2 separate regions of the Mus musculus genome follow, and region 1 is linked to region 2. The links are chromatin contacts, called in public Hi-C maps. All regions are on one chromosome and are shown on one strand. Each heading gives the region's core, a stretch centred on a gene start, on an enhancer-like site or on the middle of the called end of the contact. The rest is flanking DNA. Distances are from core to core; before and after follow the strand shown. Region 1 overlaps Samsn1 (SAM domain, SH3 domain and nuclear localization signals, 1). Region 2 has its middle 16 kb from the start of Hspa13.

What was found. A called contact is a pair of places that touch in the nucleus more often than the background predicts.
Region 1: a contact with region 2 is called in a Hi-C map of Th1 cells, with 5 times the contacts expected there. The contact joins two enhancer-like sites. A contact is called at or near these places in 2 of 15 datasets of contacts at CTCF or cohesin (CD8 T cells and the G1E-ER4 cell line), 10 of 484 Hi-C or Micro-C datasets (the Ba/F3 cell line, ECoMG-derived neutrophils, the G1E-ER4 cell line and 6 more) and 1 of 115 datasets of contacts at active chromatin or transcription factors (regulatory T cell precursor).

The regions. Positions count from the first base shown.
Region 1 is chr16:75,871,781-75,878,646 of GRCm38.p6, reverse strand. It overlaps Samsn1 (SAM domain, SH3 domain and nuclear localization signals, 1), which reads left to right. Exons shown (of 8, transcript NM_023380.2): 5 at 2,070-2,221; 6 at 4,995-5,201. Among named protein-coding and RNA genes, the nearest start is that of Samsn1, 34 kb to the left of the region's middle. Within about 2 kb of position 3,971, at least 16 of the 459 cell types and tissues checked have an H3K27ac peak or open chromatin away from gene starts, as enhancers often do. A contact at or near this core is called in Th1 cells, where this site is marked.
Region 2 is chr16:75,778,806-75,786,518 of GRCm38.p6, reverse strand. No RefSeq gene overlaps it. Among named protein-coding and RNA genes, the nearest start is that of Hspa13, 16 kb to the right of the region's middle. Within about 2 kb of position 2,303, at least 4 of the 459 cell types and tissues checked have an H3K27ac peak or open chromatin away from gene starts, as enhancers often do. A contact at or near this core is called in Th1 cells, where this site is marked.

The DNA of each region.
Region 1 (6,866 bases), core at 2,722-5,221, 90 kb before region 2:
AACATTATTTGAAATAGAGAAGTAGACGACTATTCTTTATTTTTCTCCCATGGGCCTTCTTTGATTGTTTTCTTTTTCTTTTTGTCCTTTCTTTCCTCCCTCTCTCATTCCCCCACTCATTTCTGTCTGTCTGTCTGTCTTTCTTTTTGTCTTTTTTTCTGCCTGTCTTTCTCTCTCTATTTGTTCTTTCTTTCTTTCTTCCTTCCTTTCTTCCTTCCTTCCTTTCTTTCTTTCTTTCTTTCTTTCTTTCTTTCTTTCTTTCTTTCTTTCTTTCTTTCTTCCTTCCTTTTTTTTTTTTTCAAAACAGGGTTTCTCTGTGTAGCCCTAGCTGTCCTGGAACTCACTCTGTAGAGCAGGCTGGCCTCAAACTAAGAAATCTGCCTGCCTTTGCCTCCCAAGTGCTGGGATTAAAGGTTTGTGCCACCACTGCCCAGCCCTTCCTTCTTTTCTTCCTTCCTTTCTTTCTTTCCTTCTTTCTTTCTTTCTTTCTTTCTTTCTTTCTTTCGTTTCTTTCCTTCTTTCTTTCTTTCTTTTCCTACTTTTCTGCAAAGTGCAGGACATTTGCCTTAATTCTGTCGTTTCCATTTACTGTTAGTAAGTAGAGACTGGTGCAGTGAATAATACTGTGTGATAGATACGTCGCCAGTGGGGTGGGAAAGGAGATTAGCAGGAACTATAAGTGTGGAATCAACACTGCTATTGGTCTAAGAAGGACATTACTTAACATCAGTTACATTTTATGCTACAACAGTTACAAGAAACTACTGATAGTGCTGGTGCCTCATATATTTTATATAAGTAAACTGTTATCTTTGCTCCAGTCCAGTATCTTCAGGACTTTCAAATGTCTCTGCAAAGATTATTTTCCAGTTGTTTTTAAATCAAGTACTTCTGTTATTCAAAGATGACTCACAAAGAACAGATGTTTTGAATATTCTCAATTTTCTTCATATTAGCTATACAATAGCTATTTTGTTGTAAAAAGCTAATGCTGACACATTTTAAGGATGCAGTGTGTGTGTCATTCAGATTTCATAAGTATCCAGTTCTGCTAGAAGTTTTCAAATTCAAGGTTGTGATACTGAATGTGAGAAGAATTATATGATTCCAACATACCATGCAAAGCCAGCACCCGTACACTAATCCAGAAGGGAGGTGTGGGGAGATAGTGTTTCACTCACATGCTACATTTCTATTCACACCCAATGTGGAACTTACAGGACTTTTGCCTTATTTCAAAATCCACGGCAGTGAAACTGCCGCTCTTGCCTCCTTGAGCAGCAAAAGGTCAACCTGAAAGAGGAAGTGAGGAGCCTGTGAGTGTGGGAGAAACAGCCAGGCACTTTCACTGCCAACAGCTGTGACACTACAGAAGGGAAGCAAAATGGAGCAAGATGGAATGCTCTCTGTGTTTGCTTTGCTCACTTTTTATTTTTCTCAAGTGAAGTTCAAGATCAGAAGGGAAGGGAGACCAGAAAATAAGCACCCAGACAGTTTGGAGGTTCACACATGTGGGCAACTCTCCTCTCCACCCCTGTGGCAAACAAAAGTATCACACAAAGATGTTTATAGGCAAAGATGTTTCTTTCATATGGTCTTTGGCACACAGTAAGAATTCTTGGAAAGACTTTTTAATCACAATTACATAAGTTGTATGGAACTCTGAAATGTCATGTGTTGATTACTTATGATCAATAACAACACAAAATGATTAAACTGTTTCTATTGAATTCTTTCATAGTTTCCAACTCGGAAATTATCTGTCAAGGTCAAAGTTTGAATCTATTCTTTGCTCCAACTTAGCAAGTGGAGCATTGATTGTTTAATGCCCTTTAAGGCAGATCAGATCCAAATGAGGAGATATTTTGAAATGAGATGGTATTGGAATAAGGACTATCTAGAGTATTCAGACTGGCAAGAAAGCATCAAACCTAGCTTACAAGACAGGGTTTCCGAAGGGATGTGACTGAGAACTGCATAAGGCTGGCATCCGTTGCTCCAGTTTGAGGTAATGGTACAGGAAGCTAAAAGCCTTGGAAGCTACAAACTGTTAACCTTTACTTTGTCAGGTGGAATAACAAGCTGTTCAGATGGAACAAGTAATCGGGACAGCTTCCGACTGGATGATGACAGCCCCTACTCAGGGCCATTCTGTGGCCGGGCCAAAGTGCACACAGACTTCACGCCAAGTCCCTATGACACCGACTCCCTTAAAATCAAGGTGGGCCAACATTACATATGCTTCCTGGTTTATCAAACACTAGTTGCATGATAGATTTTAGGGACTAACAGAAGTTGCCAGTAAAGATGTATGTTCTTTCGATACAGTAAGTTGGACTAGCTCATAGCAGGAAGAGTTTGAACTTAGTATGAACTAGGGTGTAAATCTCCTATCGACTGTGGCTGTTAGCATTAGAGAATACAAATTCTGCACTGTTTTGAACTCTGCAGCTCTTAGACGTGGCCAGCTAGATATGTCCACCTGATACATACTAGAGTAAAACAATGAAGCAAAAGAGGGAGAGAGGACAGGAACGATCTGGCAGGAAGCCAACAGTCAAGGCTGTGGGGAACCAGACTTGGCTGGTTCTTCCTAAGTGTGTTGCCATGAGAAACCAGAACTTCTTTCCTTAATGACAACCCTTTCCTAAATTTCTCCTTAAAACAAATTACCCTCAACTCCGAGGATTCAAATAACATGTACTTATTTAATCACAGGTTTTTTTTTTTTGCAGGCCTAAACCTAGATAGGAATGGCTCAGCTGTTTTCTGTACAACGATACCCCTCACTGATATTAGGCTGTCAAATTAAACTGTGAGATCCCCTGAGACAAGAACTCCTTCTTTAAGGTCCCATGATGTTGGTAGAATACAGTTTCTCATATCTCTCTATGAAACTCTATCCATGTGGTACTGGGGTGATTCTTTGCAGCTCTCAGAGAACATGATAAAGATCCCACAGTTAAAACTGGGAGGAAACTGACTGGGTCTTTGTCTGGGTCAGCTGGCAGCTTTGATGAAATGTGCAGGTTTAAAAGATATGAGATACAAGACCTTGAAGTTAAATATGATAGGAAAATCCCAGTAAAGACTTAGCACTCCTAGAAACTCACTAGTGCTTCTGGGGAACTTGCTGGTCTCCTTGGTGGATGGTAGCTGGCTTGCCATTCCATTCTCTTAAGTACGAAGTGGAAATGCCAAGACCTACACCCAGACAGACATACATACTATCTCAAATCAGAGAGACCATCTTTCAATCACACTCTATTCTAAATGACTATAACAAGTGCAATTGTGTTTTACATCTATCGTACATTCACAGACCAGCAGGAAAATAGATATTTAAGCATAGCTTTAAGGGTAGAGCCTTAAAAGCAGCAAGTATTGGGATTGATCCCATCTGTGGGGGATGTAAAGTTACATCTCAAGTGAACAACTATGACTTACAAATAGGCACTTAATTGCCCAGAAATAAAATTTTTTCATAAAGGAATATTCCTAGAAAAATTTTTACTGTTGTAAATAACTGCAGCCTGTGGCCAAATATAGTTTTTGATATAAATATACAAAACACTAGTTGGCTTGGCCATGCCAATGTGCCTAGTTCATGTGTGTTTGAAAACTTTAAAAGTTATGGTTGGGTTTTTTTGGTCTACATAATGTCTCCTATTGATGCTATCAGACATTTTGGGAAATCCCAGTGAGGTCATCATGTTACCTGGGAAATCATGGTCCTGATGTGGAGATCTTAGTCCCTTTAATAAAATGATTTTAGAATGGAATCAAAATTAAGGGAAATTTGATTATAATTTACAAAGAAGAAGTCCAGGGCAGCAAGCTATAGGTCTCAGCAGCTACAGGGAAGAGGCAGAAGATGCGGAACAGAGAGAGACACACCCTTTGAGTTAGCTCTGTATAGAGGTCACCCATAAGGCAGACAAGCAACCACATGGTAGAGATGAACATAAGGGAAAGAATGAAGCTAAAGTATTAGGGAAAGCACCCGTAGAGGAGAGATAAGAAGATGAAAAGGCAGAGCTCTGCTTTTCTAAGTAATTGAGATGGGTCTGGGCAATTGTCTGCAGTCCTATACTAGGGTTGATATCTCAGAGAAGTCAGAATAGTCTAGCTCATTATTCCCCTTTTTTCCTTGATCTTGGCTTAAGATCAACCCACTTCCCAAGGGTGGTCCTATGACTAAATGATTGGCCAGACCAAAGAGATTAACTCTTTTATATTCTGAGTAGATTGGAATGTTAGGGCTCTATCCCTGCCAAAGAAATAGCTTTCTCTATGGGTCTCACATGTCACAGTTCAGTGCTAATGTGACACATACAGGGAGAGAGTCATCAGTACCTCAAGAACCAAGCTGCATACCTGGCTGCATGAGTACTTCTGTTACATATTTAGTAAATCTTATACTTTCATTATGCGGAGAAAACAGTTTACATTACTTAATTTGTACTGTAAATGAGTTGTGTCATATGAGCCAAAACCATGGACAGTCTACCGTTTCTCTCTTCCCTTTCTCCCCTTTAAGAAATCACACTGAATGATGCTTTCATTCTTTAGTCCTGTATTGATTGAGGAGGGTAAAATAAAAATCTGACCCTATCATTAACTTTGTTCAGGCTCTTGAGAATTAATGTAATGTCAACATTTCTACTCATGTAATGCTTGAAGCAATAATCTGATACCCTCATACTATTTACCCAGCACATATGAGTGAGTACTATATAACAGTATATTTAATATATCATGTATATTGTTCTACAAATGTAAGTTAGTGAGTTAATATAAGGTCAAGAAAAGCATCTTCAAGCATGCTGGTGTTTTCTTCACTACCTTGTGAAAACTGTCTTGAAGAAGTGAACTCACACGGATTTCTGTAATGTTTGCAGATTTTTTTGCACATTACCCTTGTTTCTCTATGTTTCAACAGCTCCCTTCTTCTTACACATTACTATTTGATTTGTTTTTGTCTTCATCCTTAGAAAGGAGACATCATAGACATTATCTGCAAAACACCAATGGGAATGTGGACAGGGATGCTGAACAATAAAGTGGGAAACTTCAAATTTATTTATGTGGATGTTATCTTAGAAGAGGAAGCAGCTCCTAAGAAGATAAAGGTCCCCAGAAGCAGGAGAAGAGAGAACCACCAGACTATCCAGGAGTTCTTAGAGAGGATTCACCTTCAGGTTAGTAAATCTTTGGTCTGTTTGGTTTTGTTAAAAAGGGGATAGAATAGTGGAGAAAGATTGCTAAAAATATATATTATATTTATTATATATTAAATCTACATTATAATATATATTTAAATCTACATTATAATATATATTTAAATATACATTATATAATATATTATAGTAAACCTGATTTCCTAGAACAGTTCTTATTTCTCCCTTATCACTTTTATTATGCAAGGATAAGACTTTATGTAGCACCCTTTGTACTAAACCTGAAAGGTACTTAGCAGCCAGTGACAACAGAGATTAAAGAAGTGGCAATGAAAAAAATATGCACACAGAGATTCTCATATATATATATATATATATATAGATATATATATATAGATATATATATATATATATATATATATATATATATATATATTTTATATTATTACTCCTGTATATGATAGGAGATAACAAAAATTTTTAAAGTGAGAATGATTAAGAGAATAGGAAGAATATAGTGAAATCTGAGGGACTGGGAAGAAACATGACAAGAAGCTTGAATTTTTGCATAGAGAAATTGAAATGAACTGCAAAGAAAATGACTGCAAAGAAGCACCTCCATAGCAATCTAAGAAACACTGATCACTGGAGCTGTAGCGACCATTCAGGGGACGGTGTGTTCTGTAAGAACGTCACGTGAACCCATGGCCCCACCGGGACCCCAATCATCTGATTATAACCCGATTTCTCTTACATTCATATATTTTAAAGGAAATAATTCTTGTTAAATGGTATAATGCAGCATACAGTGCGGTGGGCACCGCAGTCTCATTCCATTCACAGTCTTACATCCCATTTGTAAAATGAACTCGTCAGTCCTTTGATAAGCTAAGTAATTCATCAGGACAGTATAAATGATATGTTTCCTAATTGGTGTTTCTGAGTTACTAAGTTACTCTCCTATCAACACAATGACATACTGCTTAAGTTCCTCTATCGTACAGTGCGATCCTCCCGGGAGGAGATGCAGTTTGAATCCCGCCTGTACAACCCACGGGAAAACCCCTAAAGGTGTTGTACTCAAGAAGCCACAGTGGGTTGTGTAAGAATGGACACTTGGCTATTCTGCATTCTTCTAAAATGCAATTTTTAAAAAGGAATTATCATTCGTCCCCCTTTTTTGGTTAGAATGTTGTAATAAGTCTTTCCGGGTTGTAAAGCCTAATTAGTTTGTCTCTTATTTGCATGTGTTTAAGGCTGAGTCTTCATTTCTCCACTCCCGCCCTCTCTCTCTCCCTCCCTCCCTCCCTCCCTCTCCCTTCGTTCCCTCCCTCTTTCTTTCTTTCTTTCTTTCTTTCTTTCTTTCTTTCTTTCTTTCTTTCTTTCTTTCTTTCTTTCTTTCTTTCATTCTTTCCCATTACAAAATACGCTGCAGTACTTGGCACACCCCCAATTCTGGGGTTGGAGGCTTGACTAGATTTAAGTAATCATATTCAGTTTTAGTAACCGAAATAAAGATATTGAAAGTATGATCAAGTAAAATGGGAGAAATTTTTGAGGAAGCTTATAAAACATTTTAGCTTCACTTTGCATATCAATCTGTCAGAACAGGCATTATAGAAATAACACAGATACTTTATTATCAGAAGTCTATGCATGTTAAACTAATATATGTTGATGCAAATG
Region 2 (7,713 bases), core at 1,054-3,553:
TGAATTCCATCTCATGGAGAGGGCCTTAGATCCAACCAGAAAGTAGTTGTGGTTCCTTCCATAATATTTATACCAATATTCTTGGCTACACTCCAGAACCTGATATTAAGACCTATTGCTGAAAACACCACAGGCTTGCGTCACAGAAGCAAGTTCATTGGATAGTCACACTGCCAGTTGTGACTTTCCTGAGTTTCACTCAGCCACAAAGAATAAAGTTTTGCCTGGGAATTTTATAAATTCATTGCTGTTAATAGCTGAATAGTACTCCATTGTGTAAACGTACTACATTTTCTGTATCTATTCCTCTGTTGAGGGACATCTGGATTCTTTCCAGCTTCTGGCGATTATAAATAAGGATGCTATGAACATAGTGGAGCATGTGTCTTTATTACATGTTGGAGCATCTTCTGGGTATATGCCCAGGAGTGGCATTACTATGTCCAATTTTCTGAGGAACCGCCAAAATGATTTCCAGAATGGTTGTACCAGCTTGCAATCTCACCAGCAATGGAGGAGTATTCCTCTTTCTCTGCATCCTTGCCAGCATCTGAGTGAGGTAACTCAATCACAAAAGAACACACATGATATGGACTCACTGATAAGTGGATATTAGCCCAGAAGCTCGGAATACCCAAGATACAATTCGCAAAACACATGGAACTCAAGAAGGAAGAACAATGTGTAGATACTTTGATCCTTCTTGGAAGGGGGAACAAAATACCCATGGAAGGAGTTTCAGATACAAAGTGTGAAGCGAAGTAGAGACTGAAGAAATGACTATCTAGAAACTGTCCCACCTGGGGGTCCATTCTATAGACAGCCACCAAACCCAGACACTATTGTGGATGCCAACAAGAGCTTGCTGACAGGAGCCTAATATAGCTGTCTCCTGAGAGGCTTTGCCAGTGCCTGACAAATACAGAAGTGGATGCTCACAGTCATGTATTGGACAGAGCATAGGGTCCCCAATGAAGGAGCTAGAGAAAGGACTCAAGGAGCTGAAAGGGTTTGTAACCCCATAGGAGGAACAACAGTATGAACTAACCAGTACCTCCAGAGCTCTCTGGGAGTAAACCACCAACCAAAGAAAACACATGGGGGAATTCATGGCTCTGGCTGCATATGTAGGAGAAGATGGCCTAATCGGTCATCAATGGGAGGAGAGACCCCTGATCCTGTGAAGGTTCTATGCCCCAGTGTGGGGGAAATGCCAGGGTCAGGAAGCAGGAGTGGATGGGTTGATGAGCAGGGGAAGGGGGGAGAGGATAGGGGGTTTTCAGAGGGGAAACTACAAAAGGAGCTGACATTTAAAATGTAAATAAAGAAAATATCAAATAAAAAATAGGAAAAAAAGAGTGAAGTCTTGCCATTTCGAGGGAAATGAATGGAACTAGAGATTAACCTGCTAAATGAAAAAAAAATATCTAGTGGAGAAAAAAAAGGCATGAAAGTAAAAGTGAAATTGCTAGATTTTTGAAGAGGGGTGAGTGGAAAGTGGAGAAGAGGCTAGGAAAGCAGGGGGTGGGGCTGTAAGTGGAGCAAACCATAAGGAACAAGCCAATCAGCAGCACTCCTTCATGGCCTCTCCCTAAGCTACTGCCTCCAGGTTCCTGTCCTGCTCATGTTCCTGTCCTGACTTCCTTTAGTCAATTCTTACAACATGGAAGTGTAAGCCAAATAAACCCTTCCCTCCCCAAGCTGCTTTTGGTCACTGTGTTTCATCAGAGCAACAAGAACCCTAAATAAGACACCTGACAGAAAGGCAGTTCCACAAAGACAAGCACCAAACTTTCATTTGGGAAATCGAAGGGAGAAAGTAGGACAAGGATCTATACATGAAATTGTTAGACATCTGGGAAAGGAGATAGAGATAATGGAGATAAGAATACCAAAATTCTGGAGGCATCTGGATCTAGATTTATCTCTCTGGTGAGTATCTTTTACTTTATCAGTTGTAGAACAAATGAAACATTCCTTTTCCCGTAAGTTCCATTCTAAAGTTTTTATAAACCATATTAACTTCTTGTAGCTTTCATCTGTTTTGTGTGTTTGTGTGTGTGTGTGTGTGTGTGTGTGTGTGTTATAGAAAGAAACTTACTCTACAGTTCTTTTAAGTTGGTGAATTTTCTGAAAGTTTCCTACTTCCTCCCACATTTAGAAATTGCAGTGGCAGATTTCCGTGTAACCTGGATTGTGTTTTCTAATTCAGTGTTTTTGCAAAGAATTCTGCTATAGAGTTATAGGTATCCCCGCCCTATGACTAATGTTTGTAGTTTGACTGTCATTTCGGAATTAATAATGAAGTGTGTCAATGGCTGTTACTTCGTGCAGAGGTGGGCCTGTTACTTTGTACTCAAGACAATTATCATTGTCACTTGTTTTATTTTTTCCCTCCGGTTCCAGGTAGAGGAAATTCCATTCCTTCTGGATCCTGAGAGATGAGCTTTCCCTCTTCTGTATACCCACTTCTCTGAGTCCTGGAACTTGAAGGGTTTCAGTTCGTGTCCAAGGCCTGCCGTATCCCTTCCTGAATGAGTCTTAAATAGAAGCTTAATTGCAGAACGGGGACTCTAGAAAACTGCACGCTAGATGGATGTGCTTTATTCTCTGGGGATTGCTTGACTCTGCCTTTCTGTTACTGTGGCAGAACTTTTCCTTTTAGGAACTTGTGGACATTTCAAACTATTATATTTTGTTCAGGAGAAAAATAACTACATGTGCTAGTTTGCTTTCTTTTTTCTATCCTCATGGAATCACCTGATTTGACTTAAGTATACAGACTTACCACATTAGAATGCACTATAACAATGCACTATAACTCCATGTGACAGAAAAACCCAACAACTTGAATTCTGTATTCAATACTTTCAAATTATATAAAATTGAAAATGTTTGAAATATTTTTGTCATAATATTACTCTTCCAATTATAGTGGTGGAAAACTATATTATTTTGTTAGTTTAATCTATATTAATTTATTGTGTGCGACAAAAACATATAGTCACTTATCATTATTTCAATGTCACATTTTCTATTTAATTGTTTTCAAGTACATGACAGAAGATGGATTTTATAATTTACTATAACATGCCATCTTTAAAAATATTTTAAATGTTTCTATTGTCAACATCATATGCAGGCTTTTCATTCTAAATCTTCATGAATCTTCTTCTTCACCCTCCCTAATTCATATATTTTTATGATTATTATCATTTCACACACAACACACACACGTGTGCATTCAGTGAAGAAACAAAGGAAGAGAGACAGAGTGATAGAAACAGAGAAAGAGAGAGAGAGAAAGAGAGAGAGAAAGAGAGAAAGAGAGAGAGAGAGAGAGAGAGAGAGAGAGAGAGAGAGAGAGAGAGAGAGAGAGAGATCTCCTGCTGAACCTCGGTAGTGCTGATGACATGTAATATAGGACTGGCTCCTTGGGTATGAACAACCTGTAAGAAGTCTCACTTCTGAAGAGAACTCCTTCCTCTCTGAGCAGCTACTGATGGCCTATGGCTCTTCAACTGGGGATGGGGCCTGTGAACCTTTCCTTCCTTGTCCATGCTAGATGTGGCTAAAATGGTCCTCTGCAATCGTGCTGCCCGAAATGAGTAGCACAGCATCCCTGTCATGTGTAGAAGACACTATTTTGCAGGAGTCCTCCCAGTTCTCAGGCTCTCCCAGTTTCTGCCCCTCTTCTGTGATTTTTCCCAGATCCTTGGGACTGAGTGATGTTATAGAGGTCCATTTAGACATGGGCACTCCATGGTGACTTTTGGTTGGCACTTTGACCAATTTTTGATAATATTCTCAATCTGTTGGGAACAAAGAAGCTCCTTTGAGGAGGAGCAAGAGCTGTACTTACCTATGGGTACAAGGATAATATTTACAATGCACTTGGATACTACACCAATGAAGCAGAATGATGGCAGTCAGTTCTCCTCTAATGTCCATGATCTCTCCAGCCAAAAGCTCTTGGCTAGCTCTAGAGCACAGGCATGAATTCCTGTGTGTTGAACAGGCCAATCTAATACCTGCTGAATAAGCCCTAAAACACTAGTGCTGCCATCTTACCATTGGGTATACCTCTCCAGGCTGGTCGCTAACGCAGTCTGCAGGATGTACTGCTGAGCAGGACAGCGGATGACTTTTATTCTCCACCACCTTGCCTAGCATCTTCTGACATTGCAGCAGACATTATGCAGGTGGATTCCAGGTTAAGGACCACTTGATTTTTTTTTCAGTTCCCATGATTGAAGCATGTACTGTCCTTAGCAATACAGTCTTACCTTCAAGTCCTGAAAGGCAAGCAAGAGCCATGGCAGTCACCTGCACTGTTTAGTAGGGGGCGGCTTGAACTTCCCAAGCAACAATTTGAAGGGAAGTACCATCACCTAGTACAGGGCATTTTGTTTGATAGTTTAAGGCTTCTGTGGGGAGAATTATCTTGAACAGTGGAGTGACTTAATTTTAAAAAAGATTATAAAATAGTTTGTTTCCCCATGGCATTTTCAAAGTATTATCTAATCCCCAACATGTGCGCACGCATGCGTGTGGACACACACACACACACACACACATCACACATACATACACACAAACAACACACATACATACACACACACATCACATATACATACACAAACACACACCACACATACACACACACACAGACACACACACACACCACATACATACACACACACCACATACACACACACCACACATACACACACTCCTTCATTATGCTTTCAGCCTTCCTACTTAAAAGAAAAAAAAATTAACCAACGGTAAGTAATATGACATACAAGCACACGGAAATCAAACTTTCTTTAGCTACTTTAAATGTTATAACATTTCAAACTATTCACATGATTTTATTCAATATGATCAGGAGAGGTGTAAACTCAAAATTCTTAAGGAGGAGAAATAATTTCTGTGGAATAGTAGCTTTTTATATGATCTTAAGACAAAGAGATTTAAGAGTGCCTCCTAAATTGGCTCTTAAATATTTTAAACGGCTGTGACTCGGCAGTGACTCCTGGGTTTAAGTGGTTTTGAGTGCCACTCACACTGCCTATATATATTTGTTTACATAGCCTTAGTCCATACTGTATTTTATAAGAATAGGAGGGATTTATTTCAAAATTCCTGAATCGTGCATTGCATATAAAACTCTGTCTGTCATATGAAATGATGTAAATACGTACTTGTCTAGGTGGTAGGATTCATGGATCTGTACACAAACGTCAACCCAGTTATCTTACAGTATCTGCCTGACAAATGATTAAATGGAGTTAATTGTATGGCCTACATGCCTCGAGATAGAACGAGAACAAAGCTAACTGTTCTAGAAGCCCCGTCTCCCATCTCCCGTCTCCCTTACCTCACTAACATTGTACTCAACCTCAAAGCGTGTTCAGCTGTGACTTCCTGTAGACATTCTGGTGGACTAAGAAATTTTGTATAAATTTGATCATTCTTAGCATGCCAGCAAGAGCATGAAAGCTCAAAATTACATTTATTCTCCACAAATAGCTGTTTGAATTAGTAAGACACCTGGACAGCTACGGGTCATATATCAGCAGTCGCTAACCTTCAGCTTCCAAGGTATTGCATTGGTTCATGTGAACTGCTTATCACAACCCCACATTTGCTCTCATAAAAGCCCTTACATGGTGTGTTTCAACAGCCAGGTAATAGTTACAAAAGGCAGACAACAAATTAAATGCAGGAAAATTGGCAATTTTATTTATGGAAGTTCATCAATACTATCAAACATTACTACCAGCAGTTGCAAAATGCAACACATGCTACTTAGCTTCTTATATTTTCATATTCTCTTGGAAATCCAATAAGCAATGGGATCATTTCTCCCACATAGAGAAAGTATAAATTCATGAGGTAAGCAGAGACTTGAGCCATCCAATGTCTCCAATGACTTCTATCCTGATGGGGATGATTCTTATCCAATAATTTTCAAAGCATAATTCATAAACCTTAAAGCAGCCTGAATATCTGTTCACACAAACAAGAACATATACAAACAAAGCACATGGCCAAAGTTAAGAGAACAGAATTATACAAAAGCTCTAGCACAGATACATACACACAAATCACTCTGCTCTCCTCCAAAGAATAAACACAAGTGGATCTCTTGGGAAACCTTGAACAATAACAGCAAAAAAAAAAAAAAAAAAAAAAAAAAAAAAAAAAAAAAAAAAAAAAAGAGAAAAATCATTAAAATGGAAAAACTCTGGGACAATTACATGCAAGTAGTTGATGCTATTGACAACTAGAGTGTGGCCCTCTCCTCACAGTCTGCAAAAAAGACTTGAATATAGTATTACTAGACTTTTCTCCATATATGTGTATGTATATATATATGTATATATATGTATGTATACATATATAATTTAAATATTTAAAAATCATATAATTATGCATGTTTACAAAAACATCATTGCCAACCATGGTGACACAAGCCCGTACTATTAGAACGTGGTAAACTGAAGGAGAAGATGCTGGGTTGGAGGCCAGCCTGCGCTACATAGTGAGATACTGTCAACACAACATAGAGAAAGTGTGGTGGTGTGTGTGTGTAGTGGGGAGGTAGAGAGGAGCTGTAGTTGCTTAGCTCTTGTTTACAGCTTTTAGTTCCTAAGCCTTTTAGTAAAGAGAGAGAAACAGTGCCAAGCTGCCTCACTGTTCCTTTACAGGGCAATGCTGCATTTATTTGATGCACACATTTTATTTAATTTAATTGTGTGGCCTTGCAGTCGTTTCACTGCTTAGGGTTTCTCAATAAAGATCTTGATCTACCTTCCATCCTAAAAGTTGATACCTGATAAACAAAGATGCAGGGTGAAGGTTAGATATTAAGAAGTAATTTTAGATGCCACACGTAAAAGAAACAGAGATTTGGTACAAAGGACTTAAGAAGAACAAGGATTCTTCATAAAAAGTAGAACAAATAACTGTGGAAATTGAAAAGGGATCTTAGGTGTGAAATAGGGTCAAGTTAAAAAGCCTTCTTTGCTGTGTAACAGAGACACCTGCTGGTCACTAAACATTTCATGGCTCAAAACCCCAAATACATTTGATCCTTTGCTCTAAAGGAAACACTCCCACACAAAGTCTTTATGCTCCTGGAAACTCAAACATAAATATGATGAACAGGCTCCATAAAACAGATAATAATTAAATTAATTTCATGTATGTTCACTCATATTAAATCTTGAACAGGAAGTGAACCCTGCCAGCTAAATGCTTATTCCATTTTCCTGGACGTACTCTGTATGACACAACTCTAGAAGACACACAAGAGACACGTGAGCACAGCACACTCTGGTCCTTTAAGAAGAAGCAGGTGTTTTTGTTTCTGAAGATGCACAGTAGCACTATGGTCAGCAAAAGATGAAACCCTGAACAACACACACTTCTTTAGTCACTTGTTTAGGATTGTGGTATTTGAAAACTAACGCAAACGATGATTATCTAAAGGCACTGGAGGTTAATCTTATACTCTTTTAAGGGGATTAAACAAACTGACTTGCTTTTCTCACAATAATAGAAGACTGATGCGACGTCTCCATAGAAACTAGATCTATTCTTGCAAGGTGTCGGCCTTGAGGACTGATCAGATGCTATGATGGTACACGGGGAATTCTCCCCTACCAGAATGTTTACTCATTGGTGATGCATCCCTGTTCCTTA